Linked DNA regions of Mus musculus: region 1 is linked to region 2. The links are chromatin contacts, called in public Hi-C maps. All regions are on one chromosome and are shown on one strand. The core of a region is the stretch at or near the end of the contact, and the rest is flanking DNA. Distances in the headings are between cores, read along the strand shown.

Region 1 (3,011 bases), core at 92-2,591, 180 kb before region 2:
TGTTTATTTTTTGCATAAAAGGAAGATTAAAAAGAGCAAATGGCTAGAAGGGCAATGGACAGGGTTTAGTGGATAAGAAGAAAATCCATTGCTGGGAATTATGTGGGCCTGGAGGTTTGTGGTCCGGGGGTTGGTGTATGTGGGGGAGCTATGGTAGTAGTTCTTGGGCCCTTTCTCTGTCTGGGCTCTTGGCTTACTGCTGCGAACATGGCTTCTGGAGACCAAGAGGCTTTGTGGCAGAGGTACGCCATAAAGACTTACTCCCACCAAGGTAGCTGCAGCAGGGGGGCTTGCCACGCCTCCCCGCCTGCCTTACAACCATGACTTTTTTACTCAGAGACTGTCCATCTGTCCAGCCACTCCGCCAAGCCCAGAAGCCCCATGCTGGCTTCCTTTGGAAGAGCCCCAGCTCCCAGGGTGACCTCGGTAACAGCCGGGTACACGGACGACTTCAATCCCAAACTTCCCGTTACCAGGAAGAGCTTGGCCCAGGCTGTGAAAGTTACAATAACACAGTGGCTGTTTCTGAGCAGGAGCCTTCTGTGAAGTCATCGGGATAGTTCTCTCAGCAGCGTGTCTAATTTTCCCTGGCTGCCTTTCTGGGAGCCGGGCACCCAACCCAATTTAGTCCCTCCACTTTGGCTCATTCCTAGACTTCCATGCCATAAATCTGAGCCCCCCTCAGTGCCTGATCCCACCAGCAGGCAGACAATTCAGAATTAGCCATCGTCATGGTTGTCTAAACTGACAGGCAGGGAAACTGAGGCACAGCAGGCTACAGGGCCCTGTCCCACCTCCCACAGTGACCCAGCAGCACGGGTTGCCAGCAAGGCCCAGGATTCTGGCTGGAACTTTAACTATGGAACTCTTATGGAGGGCTAGGGGCCATGTGAATGGTTTCAAAGCTTTTACTGGGCCTCATTTGGCTCCAGATCCCAGAACTGTGTGCAATTGGATTTTGATGGGAATGCTGTGGAGTAGGAAGTGTGTTTGTGTGTGTGTGTGTGTGTGTGTGTGTGTGTGTGTGTGTGTGTGTGTGTGTGTGAGAGAGAGAGAGAGAGAGAGAGAGAGAGAGAGAGAGAGAGAGAGAGAGAGAGTGGTGGGCTTGATGGTGCTGTTTGGAATCCTTTTATGCTTTCTTGCCTGGAACTTGACAAGCCTCAGAGTAGAGGAAAAAACCAGAAAACTCAAAAGCAATGGGGGTGAGAGAAGAATCCTCCCAAAGCCAGGGTGCAGGCTGTGGGCAAATGCCTTTCTTTCTTCACCCAGAACCCCTGCCCTCAGGCACAGTAGGCTAGCTGGCTGGGCTGGTTTGGCCAGTCCAAGCCAAGGTTGGACTTTTGATTGCAAACACTCTCTCTTGCAGCCCCAGGCCTCCTGGGCGTGGCCTAGTGCTCTGGAGAGGGGGTGTGGGGGAAGCAAGTGGGGCCTTTGGGTTTCAGACAATTTCTAGGAGTCTCAGGGGACCTACATATTTCCTATGTAAAGTCCAGTCTGTTTGAAATTAGACTTCTCTTTTTTTGCTTATTTCCGGAGAGATTAAAAATAGAGACTCAGGCTTAATCTGGGAGCCTCTGAGATCAACAGGGCCCTGTTTCCATGAGTATGAAAATACCAAGCAGTCTCACCCATGATCGCAGGTCATGCATAGCAGGCCGGGTGTGTGTGTGTGTGTGAAGGAGTTTTAAGTTGTGCTCATTCTCAACAGCTAAGATTCTGTTTCTAGACCACAGCAAGGACACCTTCTTTCTAATTTCAACTAGAATAGAAGAGATCAGCACTGTTGAGGGCCCCAAACCCTTGTTGTGCTTCAGGTTTCTTGATGAGCTCAAGTTGCAGGTCCTGCCCGTCCACACAACCATTCAGTTCATAGTATGTATGGGGGGCAAGGGGTGGGCATCCTCTCTCTTCTGAGGATGCTTTTCAGGTTTCCTAGCTGTTGGCTGATGATAGCAGGTCAAACCCTCTGATGGTGCTTGCTCAGGAAAAAAGTAGATAAAGAAATAGAGAAATCTAGGTTGGACATCCTGGCATAGGCCAATAATCATAGTATTCAGAGGATGAAGGTCAGAAGATAGGTAGTTGGAGGCTAGCCTGGGATACATAGTGAATTGAGGCTACCCTAATTGCATAGTAAGTCCCTGTCTCAAACCAAACAAACAGATGGATGGATAAAGAAATGTGGCATACACACACACAGTGGAATCTTGACTGAAAATCCATCCCCCCCCACACCCCTAAATACTATTATGTGAGTAAATACCAATATATACATATGAAAATGCCACAGCAAAATCCATTATTTTGTACAGTAACAAAAAATATTTAAAACACAAAATCAAAGCAAAACAGAGATCTACTTGGTTCTAATCTCTGAAGAACTTAGATGAACACACTAGGGAAAAGTAGGAGCCATTTGTGACCGTAGACTTTTTACTCCCGAGGAAAGGGAGTAAACCATAGTGAACTACACATGCCTGAGACGAGGGAGCAGCAACTTTCTTGGGTACACAAAGTGGAGTGTGACAGAGACGAAACTCAAGAAAATAGTCTAATCTTTCAGCATATTCAATTCTAAAAAGGAGATACTGGCTAGTGGACTTCCTGCCTGGAGTTCTGTGTCCCATCTGGGGACCTCTTGGTGCTGCTCTCCAGCATTAAGTCACATGGTCATGCCTGTGTCTGTGTACCTGAGTTTGCTCCGTATAGGACTAGTGCGGGCCAGCATCCTTACTTCTGCTCAACTCTCAATGTACATTTGAGTAACTACTACATACAAGGATTCTTTGGTTGCTAAGGACCGAAAATCTGTCTCAAATTCCTTTAGCAAAAGGGAAACCCAATGGTCCATGGAATGGAAAGACCCAGAATTCAAGTTAGCATCAGACACAACTGGATTTGGAGCAGAAATAATGTTACCAGAACTTGGTTACTCTCCACTTCTCTTTGCCTCTCTGTGCCTTGCTAGCTTCAAACCCAGGTTTCAGGAGACAATAAAAGGACAACAACCC
Region 2 (3,205 bases), core at 85-2,584:
CCTCATCCAAACCACCCATCATCCATCTTTTCATTCTTCTTGCCTACTCGCCCCTCCCTCCCTTAACAATTTCCAAAATGCACATCCATGCCTTTGCGTCTTAGGTAAGGTAAGGGCAATACTGAGGGATGGGAGAGAATCTGCTGCCGAGAGCAGCTAAGGGTGTTACGCCACCTCAGAACTCATATGTTGATACACTAGTGTCACATGTGACTTTATTTGGAGTCATATCTCTTAAAAGAAGGAAAATAACCCAGGAGTGTTGTCTCCGTGCTTTGGGAGGCCGAGGCAGGAAGGATGGCACAAGTTTAAGATCTGGGTGGGTCACATGAATGTGAGGCTAGCCAAGGATAATTAGTGAGATCTTGTCTCAAATGATTAAAAAAAAACCCTAAAATAAAGGAATGATTTAAAAAAAAGAGAGAGATAAATAAAGTTAAGTGGGGTCAGAAGGGTAGGGTTCTAATCCCATAGGAAGTGATACCTTTTTAAACGGAGGTGACTGTAGGAACTCATGGACAGTAGACAGTCACTTGAAGACACAGACCAAGGTCAAAGGCCTCAGAAGATGCCACCACTGTCTGCAAACCCTGGTCAGAGGCTCCAGGAAACCCCTGTCATTTTGGAATTCCAGCCCCCCCAAGGCTCTGAGAGAGTTCATCTCGGGTGTTTAAACCACATAGTGTGTTGTAGTCTCCCACACTAGCCTGAACACACACCAGCAGCCAGAGGCTGTGTTTGTGCCCTCCCTCCACCTTTATTTCCTCTCTCACCTTCCTCCCTCCCTGCATAAGCTATTCCCCAGTGCCCAAGGTCATTTGGGTTAGCTACCAAGAGAAGTTGGCAGTTGTGCCAGTTTGGGCTGTGGGGAGGGGAAAGGGGCTAAGATGCCACTTAAGGAACGTGAACTCAGACCCCCTCACTAAACCATGTGTGCCAACATAAGATGATGTGGCTTAAAGTTCACAGCACAAGGAACTTATGAAACACGGAACAGACAAAATCCGAGGTATCAGAGCTACAGGTCTCCTGGGCTGGTTGATTGGTTTGAGCGGGTTGTTTTTATTCAGAGATTCGGGCATCTAGCTTAAACAGTGACGGTCAGAGTAACGGCTGCGACATCCATTTCTGCATCAGCTTTCCTGTGGGTCTTAGCAGGTGTTCTACTGAGGCTTACACCATCCATACAAAGATAGGTGGTTGCTGATTAACCCCTGAGGGCCCTGGAGAACTGGGAGGAAGCCAAGCTGGCTTCTGCTTTGTCTCTGCATCAACCTCCCAGCTGTTGGATTGGAAATGACTGTGGAGTTTGGATGCCGGTGCTGGCACGAGAAGCTGGACAAAGCCCAGATGGGCTCTTCAGTCCCAGAGGACAGCCAATGGCAATAGGCATCAACCTCAGACTCTAAGTGGAATGAGCAGGGATCTGGAAGGGATCCAGGAAAAATGGATTCTACAATCCCAGAGCAGCAGGTTTAGCTAGTTATGGTGGCGGCCATCTTACTCGGCAAGGAGAATGCTATGGTTTTAGTCAGTAGATAAAAGTGTCAGTCACATAAAGGGTTTGACTGGTGATCTGATCAGCACTGACAAACCCAGAGCTCAGGGTGGGGCAGAGCACCCGGCTTGGTTAGGTTTCACTCATAACTGCGTGACCACTCCAAAGAACATGGAAACACTAGAATCTGAAGGCAGACTGTGGTGGGCTTTCAGCTATCTGATGAGGCACAGAAGCTAGTACCGTCCAGTGACTAAATGGTAAAACTGGAGTTGCAGTTTAACTTTCCCTCCAGTCCTTGGGTGTCTGGATTCACTATTATCTATTTATAGTGTTTGAAAGCTTTCGTGCCCACACAACACCAGTCTTCCAAAATCACGAAGATTTGTGAATAATTTCAAAGAGTTTTGGACATTTGGGAAGAACACAATTGCCGACACCTTTATCCTAAAGGAGCCCTTCAGCTGCGCTCCAAGCTTCAGTTTGAAAGCAAACTGCTTGCGTCGTGTTAGTTAAGAACCTGGCACCAGGGAGATGAACGGAGATGAAGGATCGCCCTACCCGCTCCTCAGAGCTCCTCAGAGCAAGCACCTCTTTTGCTTGTAATTCTGGGAAATTATTCTAAGGACTAGGAGGGGGAAGGTACAGGCCTCAGGAGGGAAATGGGATTTGCTTTAGCAGAGAGGTTTTTATATGCATTTCTCTTTCCTTATATTCTTACATAATTCTCAAGAGCCTCACTACCAGTATGAGATCTCTGTGACTGGGTGCATTAACAGGGTCCATGTTAACACCGACCAGACAGCTGGGAGGTGGAGAAAAAAATAAAAATTTCCTGGTGTGACAGAGTATAAGGGATAGGTCTACAGGGACAGGAAGGGGGAGAGAGAAGTGCAGGAGAGAATGGGTAGCCCTGCAGATCCCCATTGAAGGAGTGGACTCGAGTTCATCATGCCTCGGCCTCTCTCTGGGGTAAGCAGCCTAGTTTGAACCTTTGGGGCACAGGCAGTCATGTTTCCAATTACTTTTCCAGCCCACCACTGGGGCTAGCTAGTGAGCAGCGGTGCTGAGATCCAATAAGAGGAGACTGAGCCAATAAAGTGCTTTCTTAGGAATGTTAACCTGGAGGGTGGGGTGGGGTGGGGTGGGAGGGGAAGGGAGGAGAGGGATGGTAGCTGAAAGGCTGAAGTACAGGAACCACCTGTCACTGAAGCCCCAGGGATTAGAACTATAGAGTGCAGGACACTCGGGCAGGTCAGTGAGGCAGGAGGATGCCTCCAGTCCTGACAGCTATTGTCCTGAATAACATGACAACTTTTACTGGAGGGAATTAATACTGGTTTTTCCCAATGAAAAGAGCCCAACTTATCTCAGCGAGGGTATGCGTTCTGTGTAGGCCGGTTGCTCTGGGAAGGGCATAGGCTGGCTGTCTTAACAGATGTGGCCAACAGCACAGCTTATTTGGAAACAGTTTGTGGTTTGTGTACTTGAACAGAGGCTTTATGGGAAGCCCTCAGTAGGAAATGTTACAGCCTTATGTCTCCTTTGCTATTGGGACGTCAGAGGAAGCTAAGCCTATGCTTGGGTCCTGAAGAAAGGAAGTCTTGGCATCTACAAAAAAAAATAAAAATAAAATAAAAATTGGTTTGATCCCAAGAAGTTCTCCGATTACTAGGCTCTAGATCTATGGTGAGCTGCAGGGGATCC

Evidence for each region. Hi-C and Micro-C count contacts between places; a contact is called where the count stands out from the background.
Region 1: a contact with region 2 is called in a Hi-C map of cerebellum, with 2.1 times the contacts expected there. The contact joins two enhancer-like sites. A contact is called at or near these places in 1 of 15 datasets of contacts at CTCF or cohesin (large pre-B cells), 2 of 484 Hi-C or Micro-C datasets (bone marrow-derived macrophages and cerebellum) and 1 of 115 datasets of contacts at active chromatin or transcription factors (bone marrow-derived macrophages).

Annotation. Positions count from the first base shown.
Region 1 is chr12:80,000,406-80,003,416 of GRCm38.p6, reverse strand. No RefSeq gene overlaps it. Among named protein-coding and RNA genes, the nearest start is that of Gm36834, 18 kb to the left of the region's middle. Within about 2 kb of position 1,341, at least 71 of the 459 cell types and tissues checked have an H3K27ac peak or open chromatin away from gene starts, as enhancers often do. A contact at or near this core is called in cerebellum, where this site is marked.
Region 2 is chr12:79,820,185-79,823,389 of GRCm38.p6, reverse strand. It overlaps a transcript of Rad51b not described here. Among named protein-coding and RNA genes, the nearest start is that of Gm3596, 10 kb to the left of the region's middle. Within about 2 kb of position 1,334, at least 11 of the 459 cell types and tissues checked have an H3K27ac peak or open chromatin away from gene starts, as enhancers often do. A contact at or near this core is called in cerebellum, where this site is marked.